Regions from separate parts of the Sus scrofa genome. Here regions 1, 3, 4 and 5 are each linked to region 2. A link is a contact called in public Hi-C and HiChIP or PLAC-seq data. All regions are on one chromosome and are shown on one strand. Each heading gives the region's core, a stretch centred on a gene start, on an enhancer-like site or on the middle of the called end of the contact. The rest is flanking DNA. Distances are from core to core; before and after follow the strand shown. Region 1 holds the start of GABPB2 (GA-binding protein subunit beta-2). Region 2 holds the start of ENSA (alpha-endosulfine). Region 3 holds the start of MINDY1 (ubiquitin carboxyl-terminal hydrolase MINDY-1). Region 4 holds the start of CERS2 (ceramide synthase 2). Region 5 holds the start of CA14 (carbonic anhydrase 14).

Evidence for each region. Hi-C and Micro-C count contacts between places; a contact is called where the count stands out from the background. HiChIP or PLAC-seq counts read pairs in DNA pulled down with a chosen protein or histone mark.
Region 1: a Hi-C map of liver shows a contact between it and region 2, with 2.0 times the contacts expected there. The contact joins the promoter of GABPB2 here to the promoter of ENSA in region 2. A contact is called at or near these places in 2 of 47 Hi-C or Micro-C datasets (heart right ventricle and liver).
Region 3: a contact with region 2 is called in a Hi-C map of liver, with 7 times the contacts expected there. The contact joins the promoter of MINDY1 here to the promoter of ENSA in region 2. A contact is called at or near these places in 3 of 47 Hi-C or Micro-C datasets (fetal heart ventricle, heart right ventricle and liver) and 2 of 2 datasets of contacts at active chromatin or transcription factors (alveolar macrophages and skeletal muscle).
Region 4: an H3K27ac HiChIP or PLAC-seq map of skeletal muscle shows a contact between it and region 2, with 2.8 times the contacts expected there. The contact joins the promoter of CERS2 here to the promoter of ENSA in region 2. A contact is called at or near these places in 2 of 5 promoter capture datasets (fetal skeletal muscle and liver), 1 of 47 Hi-C or Micro-C datasets (liver) and 2 of 2 datasets of contacts at active chromatin or transcription factors (alveolar macrophages and skeletal muscle).
Region 5: a Hi-C map of skeletal muscle shows a contact between it and region 2, with 2.7 times the contacts expected there. The contact joins the promoter of CA14 here to the promoter of ENSA in region 2. A contact is called at or near these places in 2 of 5 promoter capture datasets (fetal liver and liver) and 7 of 47 Hi-C or Micro-C datasets (embryonic fibroblasts, heart right ventricle, mesenteric adipose tissue and 4 more).

The regions. Positions count from the first base shown.
Region 1 is chr4:98,162,559-98,165,258 of Sscrofa11.1, forward strand. It overlaps GABPB2 (GA-binding protein subunit beta-2), which reads right to left and starts at 1,397. Exons shown (of 9, transcript XM_005663482.3): 1 at 1,050-1,397.
Region 2 is chr4:98,526,452-98,529,151 of Sscrofa11.1, forward strand. ENSA (alpha-endosulfine) reads left to right here and starts at 1,451. Exons shown (of 4, transcript XM_021089895.1): 1 at 1,451-1,650. The coding sequence starts at 1,597.
Region 3 is chr4:98,217,213-98,219,912 of Sscrofa11.1, forward strand. It overlaps MINDY1 (ubiquitin carboxyl-terminal hydrolase MINDY-1), which reads left to right and starts at 1,404. Exons shown (of 10, transcript XM_001929665.7): 1 at 1,404-2,130. It overlaps PRUNE1 (protein prune homolog), which reads right to left and starts at 1,650. Exons shown (of 9, transcript XM_013997183.2): 1 at 1,521-1,650.
Region 4 is chr4:98,249,477-98,252,176 of Sscrofa11.1, forward strand. CERS2 (ceramide synthase 2) reads left to right here and starts at 1,297. Exons shown (of 11, transcript XM_005663490.3): 1 at 1,297-1,449.
Region 5 is chr4:98,827,530-98,830,229 of Sscrofa11.1, forward strand. It overlaps CA14 (carbonic anhydrase 14), which reads right to left and starts at 1,405. Exons shown (of 9, transcript XR_002343445.1): 1 at 260-1,405.

The DNA of each region.
Region 1 (2,700 bases), core at 147-2,646, 360 kb before region 2:
AGAAGGACTGAGAGTTTGGGATTAGCAGATGCAGACTAATATATACAGAATGGATAAATAGCAGGATCCTACCCTGTAGCACAGGGAACTGTAATCAATTTCCTCTGATAAACCATAACGGAAAATAACACGAAAAAGAATATATTTCTGGCACAGAGGGTTAAGGATCCCCCGTTGTCACTGCAGCAGCTTGGGTCATTGCTGTGGTGTGGCTTCGATCCCTGGCCAGGGAACTTCCGCATGACATTTTGATTTTAAAAATTAAAAACAAAAAGAGTTGAGAGAGAAAAGTCCTTCTGGTAAGAGGGAGAGGAATGGGATGATGTCTGCTCACTCAAGGAAATCTATGAGATTATCACAATATTATAAGCAACAAGACTTCAATAAACTAAAAAATAAGGAAAAAAAATCTGTGAGAATAGGAGAAAGCTAATGGCAAGGAGAAATGAAATCGAAGAACTCATGATTTGCCAACCTTTTTTCCTTTTTCTATTGCACACGTCCCCACTGGGCCGCCAGCTGTACAAACAACCCTGCAAGAACTGGAGGCGGGGCCCTTGCTGCTATTTCTCAGTTTACTGAGCTCACTAATAATCTTAAGGCTAACACTCGGGTCAGAGAATTAGAATCTCCGTTTTCTCATCTATCACAACTCCCCCAGCGCCTCAGCAATGTTCAGTCTTTCTGGAAGAGTCAACTTGTGGCAGGGAGCCAAGGTCTCAGCCTAGAGGGCCACCCCCGGATCGGGCTCCGCGCTGCCCCCTAGTGGTCACCTCTGTGGCCTTGCCTTCCCTCGGTCCGGCTCCCCAGCCCCAGGTCTTACACCCACCCCCTTCTTCACCTCCTCCTAGTCCCCTCCCCTTCCTCCCGGCAGCATCCCCTTCCTCTTCGTCCCCTTCCCCCAGCTAACCCCGTTCCAGTGAAGGGGCGCCGCTCTGTCTGCACCCAGAGGTCCGGGGCTGGGCTAGGAGGCGGTGCAACTTCTCAAGGCAGTCTTCCTTCCAGCCCTGACGCCCCCCAGAGCCCAGACATCTCTCCTCCCTCCTTACCTCCTCGTCCGGGACGCTGCCGGCTGTGCTTTCGCCGAGCCCGCCAGTTTGGTCCTGTTTCCTTCTCTAGTTAAAGCTCCCTGTCAATGATGGTTACTTTTTGGCCTTTTCATATATACATATTTTGGGGGCCTTTAACCCCCCCTCGTGGAGAAATGGAGGCTGCAAAATGGCGGACCCGGAAGTGAAGACGGCGAATATAATTTCTGGCGGAAGAATCTGTGAAGAGAATGTGGTTAGAAAATCCACATTTGCACTCGAACAGAAGGGTGATGCACCCCTGAGGCTCATTTTCTATTCTCCGAAAGTCTTTTGAGGTGAAGTAGTGCGTATCTATGTTATCTCAGACGGGACTATTTAGCGAGGCGGAGGATTGTCGATTACGCGTCTTACGTGTCATATAGTTCCGGTAGGGGACGGACCTGATGGTTTGTTTTGGCGCCAAGAATCCCGGCGAACCACTGAGAGAAACTGATCTCTGCCTTGGGTTTGCATTTAGCTAGAAGCAACCAGTTTAGGGGCCAGTTTAAGGTTGAAGAGGAAACTGTTTCTCTGTCTCAACCTCGGGCGAAGATGTTTGGGACGTTGCCTGGATTTGTGCGTGAATTGAGCTCTGGTGCCCGACGGACACATTTCTAATTACAGCCTAGAGGTAAAGAGCCTAGAGCCGAGCTGTCAACTCAATGAAACAGATATCGGAGTCTTGTTTGAGGGGGTTGGAGGTGCTGAAAGGGGATGGAACGGGAGTTTGCAAATCCAGTTAGCCACTTTGTTTACCAAACAGTTGATTCCTGTCTGCACCCACCTTTCGCCGTAAGCTGAAGGACAGCGACAAGTTGGGAAAGAAGACCTTCAAAAATAGGTAGACATAGAAAAGGACAGATCACTGCTCCATTTTGTATTCGATTTTGGCTTTTGTCGTTGATGATGGGCCTTTCAAACCCTATGGGGAAGATTTACATGGTTCCCCTCTTTTCTGGATTTCTCTAGATCCTCTTGTTTTTTTGGTTTTTTTTTTTTTTTTTTTTTTTTTTGCTATTTCTTGGGCCGCTCCCGCGGCATATGGAGGTTCCCAGGCTAGGGGTTGAATCGGAGCTGCAGCCACCGGCCTACGCCAGAGCCACAGCAACGCGGGACCCGAGCCGCGTCTGCAACCTACACCACAAGCTCACAGCAACGCCGGATCGTCTACCCACTGAGCAAGAGCAGGGACCGAACCCGCAACCTCATGGTACCTAGTCGGATCCGTTAACCACTGCGCCACGACGGGAACTCCCTCCTCTTGTTCTTTAAAGGACTTAGGGCATAATGTCCCAACTGGTATTTACGGCTTCCCTTTTTATTTGAAGGTCAAAATCTTATCTCATTCATGTTTACATCCTTAGGTTGTCTGGCTCAGTGCCTCATATAGTAGGTACCCATTAGCTATTTGTAAATCAGTACAAATTGTTTATTTTTTATCATTTTTTATTTTTTATTTTTTTTAATTTATTTTTTTCTATTTCTTGGGCCGCTCCTGCGGCATATGGAGGTTCCCAGGCTAGGGGTTGAATCGGAGCTGTAGCCACCGGCCTACGCCAGAGCCACAGCAACGCGGGATCCGAGCCGCGTCTGCAACCTACACCACAGCTCACGGCAACGCCGCCGGATC
Region 2 (2,700 bases), core at 201-2,700:
TACCCTTTCTTCCTTCACCTTTACCTGGCAAACTTCTAAATTCTTTAAAGCTGTTCAAATACTCACCTCCATCACAAAGTTTTTTGTTTTTGTTTCTGTTTTGGCAGGGACTCTGAACCTTCCTTTGAACCCCTATACCACTTTTATTAACAGTTTTATTTTAATGCTGACCAGACTTTGCCTCATATGATAAAAGCTGTGTTTTCTATGCTTCTCAAACTTTTCCATTAGAAGTATATCTAATTATACAGAAAAAATGAACGGAAAGCCCCAGGGCTGTCACAATAGGCTGCCTGGAATATTAATTTTTTTTTAGGGCCACACCCACTGCCCACGGAACTTCCTATGCTAGGGGTTGGATCCGAGCTTTAGCTGCCAGCCTATGCCACAGCCACAGCAATGTGGGGTCTGAGCTATATCTGCGACCTACACCACAGATCACAGCAACCCCGGATCTTTAACCCACTGAGTGAGGCTAGGGATCGAACCCGCATCCTCATGGATCCTGGTCAGGTTTGTTACCACTGAGCCACAACAGGAACCCCAAAATTAAATTTTAATGTGAATTTTTCAGTGTTATTATTAGACTGTTTTAATACTTAAATATGCTTTTTGACCAACACTCTAGGAAGATATGTCTATTTAACCTCAAGGATTTAGGGTACACCTGGCACTCTGTGAAAAACCTAACCCTCCCCACATGCCCACTAAACTAAGCTTTCTAGAGCAGACACTGCCTTACTACATATGTATCCCCTGTAAAAACAATACAGTGCCATCTACAGATGCTAAAAAAATACGGTTGAACTCTGACCCAGGATAGGTTAGCAAGTGTTAACTGTATTTACTAAATGTTTACCATGTACCTAGACATTTGTTGTTTCAAAAGAAGCTTATTCTTCATGGGACGACCCTGAACAAGTAAAAAAAACTGTACATAAAAGTAAAACCACGGAATGTAAGCCATCTGTGTTCTGCAAGGCGACTCAGTCTCTCCACATGGCAAGTGACACACTGGAGTAGTGTGGAGTACCACTTTAAAGTCCACTCTGACCTCTAAATTAATTTCTGGAGATTGATCATTTTCTGCTAACACTGAGCAAAGTTTAATCCTCTTTAACTGACAATAAAAGGCTTACATCCTCTCGCCCTGCATTTTGAAGCCCAGCAAAGCCTACTGCGCGCGGGGCGGTGGAGCGGAGGAAGCCTGACCCCACCAGAGCAGCAAAAAAAAAAAAAAAAAAAAAAAAAAAACCTAGCCGTACCGCCCCCTAACAGCCCCCACGGGTTTCCAATTGGTCCCTGTGGTTCATTCCCTTGGCAGATTGGCCTTCCAGCTTGCCCGTCGCTTCCACAGACCCCACATTTAGCTAGCAACTATTGGTAGATCGTTACGTCATTGCCCCATCTATCCTGCTCCCATTGGCTCGCACATGAAGGGGCGGTCATAACGTCACAGGCAAGAGCCGCCATTTTGACTGAGCAACCCTAGTGACAGGAGCCGAACAAGCCGCGCAGGTTGTCCCGTGTCCCCTCCCCCTTCCCTTCTCCAGTTGACTTCCCGGGTCCCCTACACTCCACAGTCCCGGCCCCGCCATGTCCCAGAAACAAGAAGAGAACCCTTCGGAGGAGACCGGCGAGGAGAAGCAGGTGAAATGGAGGGGGTGCGGGCGGGCAAGCTGGGCGACCGTGATGGGGCGGGAGACGATCTCCCACCGGTGCGGATTGGTCGCCATGGTCTCCGGCTCTGCAGGGGTTGGCCGCTTCTTGCGTCGTGCAGGGTGAGCCTCAACAAGGCCTGCTGCTTTGGCGCTGGTTAGTTGGGTGGCTTGTCATTCAGTGTTGTAACCTTTCTGATTGGCCAATGGGTCTTCGGCTCAGCCCTTTGGAGCTGTACTATAATTGGCCGAGCCTGGGCGCGGGGCGGGTGTTTGGAAAGACTCGGTGAATGAAAGGGGGCTGGTGGTCCCAGGATTCTGTGTGTTACTGGTTAGTAGGGGTAAAATGACCCAACATCTAGGCAGGGGCCCGCATTCTAAATCCTCAGAAGATACAGGTCGAGGGAAAGAAGTTTAAAAAGGACCACATTGGGAGAAGGGAGAAGCGGAATTATTATCATGGCTAGTTTAAGACAGCAACTTTCTCGAGAGACCTATTTTGACCACTGGGGATGGCCTGTTGCCCACCTTCAAAGAAGACCGAATAAGATTGAAGAGGACTAGGGCTCTGAACAGAATCACGGAGGTTAATCCTAGAAAAGACACCGAGACAGTAATGACAAAGAAAGACGCCACAATATTCTCCCCAGACTTCCAACTCAGGGGGACTTAGTTCACCCGCAGTTATGCGATGAAAACACGTCAACCTCTTTGGAGATTTGTATTTGACATAACATTTAGTATTGGACTCGGGGATTCATGATATATACCTGGTGTTGTATCTGCCAGTTTTCCAAGAGAAGTGAAAGTAAATCCATTTTAAAAAGAGCCACAGATTGGCTTCAAATCTTTTTTGAAAAGTCACTAAAGAAAAGGGCAGCAGGGCCCACGAAAAGTAAGAAGAGTAACAACGCAGTAAGAGCCCCTGCAAGCTAATTGGGCTCTTGGCATGTTACCCAAACTTCCATCACTTGCCCCACTAGGAAAGATGTTGATTTTTTAGCAAAGCTGGTGGGTAAATGCTAGTGGACCTACTGTATCA
Region 3 (2,700 bases), core at 154-2,653, 310 kb before region 2:
TTCTCGAATTCTCTACTTTAACAAACGGTCCCATTGCAATCACAATTTTGTGATTATCCATGTTATAAAAATATTGGAATATGAAAACATCGTAATAATCTTTGGCCTCTCTTCTTAATTCCTACAGCCTCTTGCCAACTCCAGTTGCTGCCATTACAACTCTATAGCCTCTTTTTTTCTATAGCGTCAGCAAATTCTCTTTCTTTTTCCGGACTGTTGTAACTTGGGTTTCTGCTCACCTGCCTCCCTAATTGTTCCAAATGCCCCTGCAGCCTTCAGAGTTGTTTGAAGTTTCATCCTGGAGCAGCCATGTAAGTAGAGCTTGGGGGAACCTTTCAGAATGTAGAGTTGGGTTCCAACCACATTTAACTACCACCTTCCAGCCCCAGGGTAGTGCAGAATACTGCAGAAAATGTGCTTTTTTTTTTTTTTTTTTGTCTTTTTGCCTTTTCTAGGGCCGCTTCCTGTGGCATATGGAAGTTCCCAGGCTAGGGGTCTAATCGGAGCTGTAGTCGCCGGCCTACGCCAGAGCCACAGCAACATGGGATCTGAGCCTTGTCTGTGACCTACACCACAGCTTAACCCACTGATCAAGGCCAGGGATCGAACCCGCAACCTCATGATTCCTAGTCGGATTCGTTAACCACTGTGCCACAATGGGAACTCCGTGATAAATGTACTCTTTTCATCAAATGTTCCCTCATTTATTAATGAATCCCTTTGTTTCCTACCACCAACCTCACACCAGTTTTTCCTGCTCCCCAAGCTCGGAATTGAGAGGAGGTGATAGATGAGAAGCTGAGGCCTGTGGTGGGAACAAGGACCGGAGCAGAGGGATATTGAAGCTCCTGCTTGCTCAGCTAGTTTTCTCCCTGCTTCACTCTTCCCAGAGCCTGGGGCTTCTTACACACCCTCTCTGCACTACCAGGGGCATAGCCCAACTGGTTTCTAGACTAAAAAAGTGAGCAAATACGTGTATGTGTTACTGGGTCACCTTGCTGTGCAGCAGAAAATTGACAGAACACTGTAAATCAGCTATAATGGAAAAAATAAAAATCATTATTAACTATAAAAAAAAAAAGTGAGGGAGTTTCTGTTGCGGTGCGGCGGAAACGAATCCGACTAGGGACCATGAGGTTGCGGGTTCGATCCCTGGCCTTGCTCCGTGGGTTAAGGATCCTGGCATTGCCGTAGGCTGTGGTGTAGGTGGCAGATGCAGCTCAGATCCTTTGTTGCTGATCTGATTAGATCCCAGCCTGGGAACTTCCATGTGCCGCAGGTGCGGCCCTAAAAAACAAAAAACAAACAAAAAAGAGATATAGTAAGGATTTTGAAAGGATAAGGATTTTTCACTTTAAATGAGTAATTATGCTAATATCACGCTGTCTGGCCTGCCTCTGTGGATCCAGAGCAAAGGACTTTTGTACCTAGAGAGAAAGCCCAGATCCAACAAGCTGCTGCTGTCCGGCCCTGCTCCTCCTCCCCACTCAGCAAGGGCCCTTGCTTTTCCCTCTTCTCACCAGAGAGGCACAAGCGCTCCGTCCCTTCCAGCGGCAGGCGGAGGGAGGAGAAAGGGTCTGTTGTTTTTCTCTCCTGTTTCTCTCTCTCTCACTGCTGATCACCAAGCTGCTGACCAGGTCAGAAAGCCCTAATGGAAATCCTCCAGTGCTGGCCTGGCTCCTCCTCCTCCCAGAAGCTTGTCCTTGACTGATTTTTCTTTGTCCCGACGGGAAAGAGAGAGAGAGAGAGAGAGAAAGAAGAAAAAAGAAAACCCACAAACTTCCTTTGAAAACCAGCTCGCTAGACTGGGCCTGGAGCGCACGCCCTAGACTCGGCGACTCAGAAATCCTGGAGACGCTCTGAGCGACCTGGGAGTACCTGGGCTGCACTCCTGCCGGTCTCCACCCTCTTCCAGTGCCCCCGGCCGGCCGTGGGCGTGAGTCCGGAAGTGGCCACCATCCGGCCAAGACTGCTGCGCACAAACCCGTGTAAACCTGTGCGAGCTCTGGCTTTGACAGCTGGAAGGCAGCTGGGAGTGTGGTGGCGCCCCTCACTGCACCCACCTGCCCCATCGTATTGCCAGAGCTGCACCCTCCTTCTGTGTCCTGGAACAGCACCCACTTCTTTAAGGTAAAAACTTTGAACCATTTCCTTCACCTCTTCTCCTAATCCCCAGTCCTCTGTTTCCTCTTTAGCCCTGGGGAGGTGACACTGACTGTTCTTCCACGTTGGGTCTCTACACGTTTAGATTTTGAGAGGCGTTCAGGCAGAAGGAATATGTAAAAGACGCTGCTTGGGTCCCTGTATTTCTTCCTTTTAATGACACCTTCCCCCTCTCCCTTGCTAGCACGTAGACAAGGCACCGTCGTTGACTTAACTCTGAGGAGAACTTCTAAACCATTAGTTCTGTGACGATTTGCATCAGAGCGAGAAAGAGATTAGAGGGGGACAGTAAAGCACTTGAGGGGAGAGTAAAGTTCCTAGGGAGTGCGGGTGGGGGGCGTCTTGTGGAAGCTGGGTACCAGTTGTATATGCTTCTTCCAACTTTTGGCTACTTACTGCCGCTGGCTAGGGGTGGGTCTGGGCTGCTTTACCTCTCACTCACCACCAGAGGATAATTCCAGCTGGAGAAAATGTGTTGGATTTAAGAGGAAAAAGAAAGAGAAATCCTGATTTGTTTGAGTACCTGTGCTCCCTCAT
Region 4 (2,700 bases), core at 47-2,546, 280 kb before region 2:
CCTGCTGGAAAAGGGAATCTGGGGAAGGCACGTAAGAAAGGTAGAGAGAGGAGTTTCCATTGTGGCACAGTGGTTAACGAATCAACTAGGAATCATGAGGTTGCGGGTTCGATCCCTGCCCTTGCTCAGTGGGTTAAGGATCCGGCGTTGCCGTGAGCTGTGATGTAGGTTGCAGACTCAGCTCGGATCCTGTGTGGCTGTGGTGTAGGCCGGTGGCTACAGCTCCGATTAGACCCCTAGCCTGGGAACCTCCATATGCCATGGGAGTGGCCCTAGAAAAGGCAAAAAAAAAAAAAAAAAAAAAAAAAAAAAAAAGGTAGAGGGAGGAGGTCCTCCTGGGGCTCAGTGGGATCAGTGGCATTTTGGGAGCACTGGCACGCAAGCACAGTGGGCTAAGGATCCAGTGTTGTGACAGCTACAACTGCAGGTTGGATGTGACCTCTGGATATGTTGGATATGCCACAGGGCGGCCAAAAAAGGGGGGAGAAAAGGTAGAGGGAACCGTGGAATTGGGAGATTGAGGGAGGGGCAGTAACAGTAGGGAAGGGGTAGCCGGATATGGTATGCTAATATGATATGCTATTAAAGGAGTTTAGCCTGGGGCAAAGGAATAAAGGGCTAGAGTGGTTGTTGGGAACTGGAAAACCGGGCTAAAGAAGGCTGAAGAGTCCAGGGAATGGACCAACAGGTCTGAATTCCCTAGTGGTAGGTTGGCATGGGCTGGGGCCTCTCACCGCAAAGAGCAAAGGAAATGTTTGGAGGTCAGCTTCTGCCTCCTTCTCCAGAAAGAGCCTTAAGCAAGGGTCTCAAACTGGATTAGTGAGGTCATACATTCTTTCTTAACAGAACTGTCAAAGCCCCTGAACTTGACTAGATAAACTTTGAAACCAGCCACTGTCAGAGGTTCTAATTGTGACAGTATAAAAAGCACCATTTCATTACCGTAAAGAATTCAATTACCTCTACTTAGGGGGCCCTCTCTAAACAAACCCTTAGACACATTTTGGTCACACTCTGTCCTCTGTACGAATCAAGGCCAATTTTGTAGGATAAACATTTTGCATCTTCCTGAAACATTGCTTTTACCAGACTAAGGGAAAAACATTTTACAATATGAATTTAAATACGGATAAACGTGGTCTAGATGGCAAACTCGAACGCATTTTACATTAAAAAGTTGGAGGTTGGCTCCTTCAGAGTCTACTACAGGAGGGTATGTGTACCACTGCGGGTAGGTTTTAAACAGCACTGGGTGGAAACGCTGTGGGTTTTACGGCGGGCTGGGGCGGGGGACGCCCTAGGGGTAGCGGGCTCCGCGCTGGAAGGACAGCGGAATCTCGAGGGCCCGCTGCCTGGGTCGGCCTTGGCGAGGCGCTCGGCCTCGGCGCGCGGCACTTGGAAAGGACTCTCAGGGGCTGCGCCCCCTCCTGCCTCCCAGTAGGGCTGGAGGTGAGAAGTGTGGCAGTCGGTCGCGCAGAGGGAACCGGGGGCTGCAGCCGGGTGCAGGTCGGGGACCGCAGTTGGGGGTGGCCGGGGTGGGGTGGGGCAGGGGCAATACCGCTCTGCGGTCCCCGGTCTGTCCCGCGGTTCCCCAGGGCTACATCTAACCTTTAACGGAGAGACAAGGGGCTGGGAGAGAACCCACACTGCCTGCCCTCATCGGGGGGCTTCTCCCTCGATGCCAGGATGCCAGTGGGCGCGGCTGCAGAACCCGCGCCGCAAGGGCTCGGGTCCCCGGGCCGGGAAGGGGGCGGCGGCAGGCGGCGGGGGCTGGGCGCGGCTGCCCCGCGCGGAGGCCCGGGCCCCTCCGCCCGCCCTTCTCTCCCTTTCCGTCGCCGGGCCGCAGGCCCACGCCCAGTCTCCCGGCTCCTGTGTTGCTCGCGGCCTTTCTTTCCCGGGCTGGCTGGCTGGGCTCGCACTCAGCTCGGCTGGGCTCGGCGGGCGGCGGGCGGAGGAGGAAGGAGGGAGGGAGCGAGCGGGCAGGCGGGCGGGCGGAAGGGGGAGGAGAGGAGCGAGCGGAGCCAGTTCGGAGGGGGCCCGGAGCTCGGACGAGAAGAGAGACGGAGCAGCGGCTCCCGGCCGGGCCAGCTCCGCGACGCCGCCGCCGCCGCCGCCGAGTGAGTCGGGACCCCAGCCCGGGAGCCCGAGGCGCCGCGCGCAGGGGTGGGGCGGGACGAGGCCCGGAAAAGTTGCGAGAACTGGGGGCCGCGCGGACGCGGCTCGGCGGACTGGGCCCGGTGGGGAAGGGAGCGGGCTGAGGAGGGCAGAGGGGCCCGGGGGCACACCCTCGGGCGGCCGGGCGCGGGGCGCCGCCGCGGGCTCGGGGCCTCTGCCCGGCGCGCTCATGGCGGCCGGCCTGGGGAGGGCGGGCCGGAGCGCCTCGCGGGAGCGGCCGGGCCCCCAGCGCCGCCCGAGGGCAGACTGGCCGGGCGCCTGGGCGCGCCGCCCGGAGCCCGGAGGAGCCCTCCTGGGCAACAGGTATGGAACAGGAGGTGGGGCCGCGGGGCCGCTAGCGGACGGCGGAGCCCCTTTGTTGGAAAGTAGAGAAGCCCGGGGATCACTTGCGCGAGAGCCCTCTGCCTGGCAGCCGGCCCGCGCGGCGTGGCCCCTGCCTGGCTCTGACGGCCCCATGGCTAGAGTGGGAGGAGGGCGGAGGGTCTTGCTGTTCTTTCTTACCCGCCTACTGTGCCCAGTCCGGGA
Region 5 (2,700 bases), core at 155-2,654, 300 kb after region 2:
CCCGTAAAGCCATTCTCCAGCACGTGTACACATCCTGTCCCCCGGCCAGCTCTCCTCTGGCCCCACAAACGGCAAGGCTGGAAAGGTGAAGGGAAAAGAAGGAAAGTGGTCCTCAGCCCACTCCTCTTTTTTCTCCCTCCAAGTCTGAGCCTATTAATCTAGCCCCCAGGCTACCTTGTACACTCCTCCTTCTCCATTAAGCATGCAATGGCAACATGTGTGCATCAGCACAGACAGACACACATCCAGATGTACCTACCGTCTTCTGCAGCCAGGATCCACATCACCTTTAGCAGGAGGATGAAGACCAACATGGTATTTCCGGAGGGAGCACAAGGTACTAGGAGTTTGGAGACCAGAGGACTAGGGTAGGGAGAGGGCTGGGAGGTGAGAGAGAGAGGGAAAGAGAGAGAGAGAGAAGAGGAGTTTCCTGAGGCTGAGTGTATTTATCTCTGTTTCTCGTGCTGTCTTTGTGTCTCTGCAGGCTTCCAGGGGATTTGGTTTTCAGTGGGGGACCGTGAGTTTCTGGGTGTCCAGGACAAATCTTTTGCTGCCCTCTTTCTTTTTTATCTCCTTCTGCAGTCTTCACTCCACTTGCTGGCCAGCAACTTCACAACTGCCTCCTGCTTTTAAGGTGGCTCTGGACGGGTGTACGTGGGGAGGGGGGGTTGACTGGGTTGCTGGCGAACAACTCCTTAAATAGCCCATTAAGCATGCAGGATGGCCCAGCTCAGAGCGGAGCGCACGCGGCGGGTTTCACAGGAGCCCTGGCCCTGGCTCAGGAGCCCAGCTGGGGTGAGCTCTTCCTTCCTTTGCTATTCACACAGACACTGTTCAGAAGGGTGTCCCCTGGAGTGGGTGGAGGCAGGAAAGGAGGGCTCGGGGGTCCAGTCCCTGGGGGTCTCATCCAGCCCCCTTGGGGGACCCTGGGTTCTCATTCTCCATCTGGCTTTTTCCCTGGGAGGATCTGCTTCCAATCCGCTGCAGAATGTGAGCTGCCCAGGAAGAGTCCAGAGTCAGGACCGAGGTAACCAGAAGGAGTTGGGAGACTCAGGGTGCGGGTGGAGGGGAAGAAGTCAAGGACTGAAATCTGGATTGTGGAAAATAAGGAAGAGAAGTGAGGCGAAGAGAACTTGTTTGGAGAGATCTCTTTCTTCTGCGCCTGTCACCACCCCCTTCCCACGGTGAGGCCTGGGTCCACGTGCCTGTGCGGCCTGGGTGGGGGGTGGTTTTGTTTGCTGGATAAAGCCCATTTGTGTGCCCAGCGGGGGGAAGGGCTGCAGCAGCACCATGGAGAGACAGCGGCTCCAACTGCCAGACCCAACCACCTCCCTCCCCAGGGAGCCCAGATCTAGGGCGGCTTTTGTCACTGAAGAGGACACTGACCCCTGGCAGGGTGGCCAGGACAGGAGGAGAGGCAGGGAGACCTTAGAAACAATCACAACCACCATCAAAAAAAAAAAAAAAAAAAAAAAAAAAAAGGCGGACTCCAGAGAAAAAGAGGGGAGGGAGCAGAGAGAGACCATGTGATCATGTGATCCAGTTGGAGTGGAAGAGGGAGAGGGGCCCAGGGTCTTTCCTCCTGCCCAACAAAGGGCTGAGGCAGGACTTTGGGGACTGGGTGAAACCTGCCACCAAAAAGCTGGGTGAGTGGAGCATAGAGGCTGCCGAGTCTCAGGAATGTGGGCTGGTGCTTGTTCCCCCACAGGACTGGAAATCCCGACTGGAATGCACATCCTAAATCCCTCATTATGGAATGTGAAGCCCACAGATAACTCCTGGCCAGACACTGAAACCCCTTCACCGGAGTCACAGCCAGGAGAATGCACCCTTTTGAGCTCCCTCTGCCCTCCTTGCTCCTGCCAAGTAGTAATCCCTAGCCAAAACAAGAGGAGCAGAAGCTAAACTAGGAAGCGGGATAAAAGACACGTGAACAGAATAACGCATATGCGAGGTCATCAGCCCTTGCGGAGGCAGGAGCCCGCCATGCTTTTCTGTCCATTGTGGTTGATCTGCAAAGCAAAGCCATTTTGCAGATGTCATTCCTTTTTAATTCTCTCATTACCCTCCAAATTAATTTTCCCTTATGGATAAATTTTATGTTTTGAAGTTCTCCCAAAGTGCCACTCATCCCATCTAAGAAGAATAAAAGGCTTAAAGTGTAAATTAGACTTCCTGGGGATCAGGAGAGTAAACACAGAGGAATAGAAAAAGAAAGAAAGCAGAGACAACTTTCACAAAATAGAAAAGGAGAGGCCCAGGGCCCGGACAGAGTGACCTCTGCCAGGACAAAGTTGTCAGAGCGGCCAGCTGCAGCGCAGCCTCCCAAGGCAGGTAGTGTGTCTTGCCAGGCGCCACCTCCTGGTTGTCTTTAAAATTTCTTTCATTTTTAATGTTTTCGTTCCAAGTATTCACGTGTGATTGATTTCTTCTGGGAAGTGTTTCTCTGCTGGTGGGCTTTAGGATTTTGCTACACAGCTGAAAAATGTTTCACAAAGGTGTCTTAGCCCCAAATCAGCACCTTCTCAGTTCTGAGTTAGCGGCTCCTCCAGGCCCTTGTGCTTCCCAAGTGGACAAAGGCCCTGGTATCTAGGAGAGGAGGCAAACTCCAGGGACTCGCCTTTATTTATATCTTTGGTTCTACTGTGGATATTTCTGTTGTCACCAGGCTGATTTGGAGTAGTGTCAAGAGGACTCTTA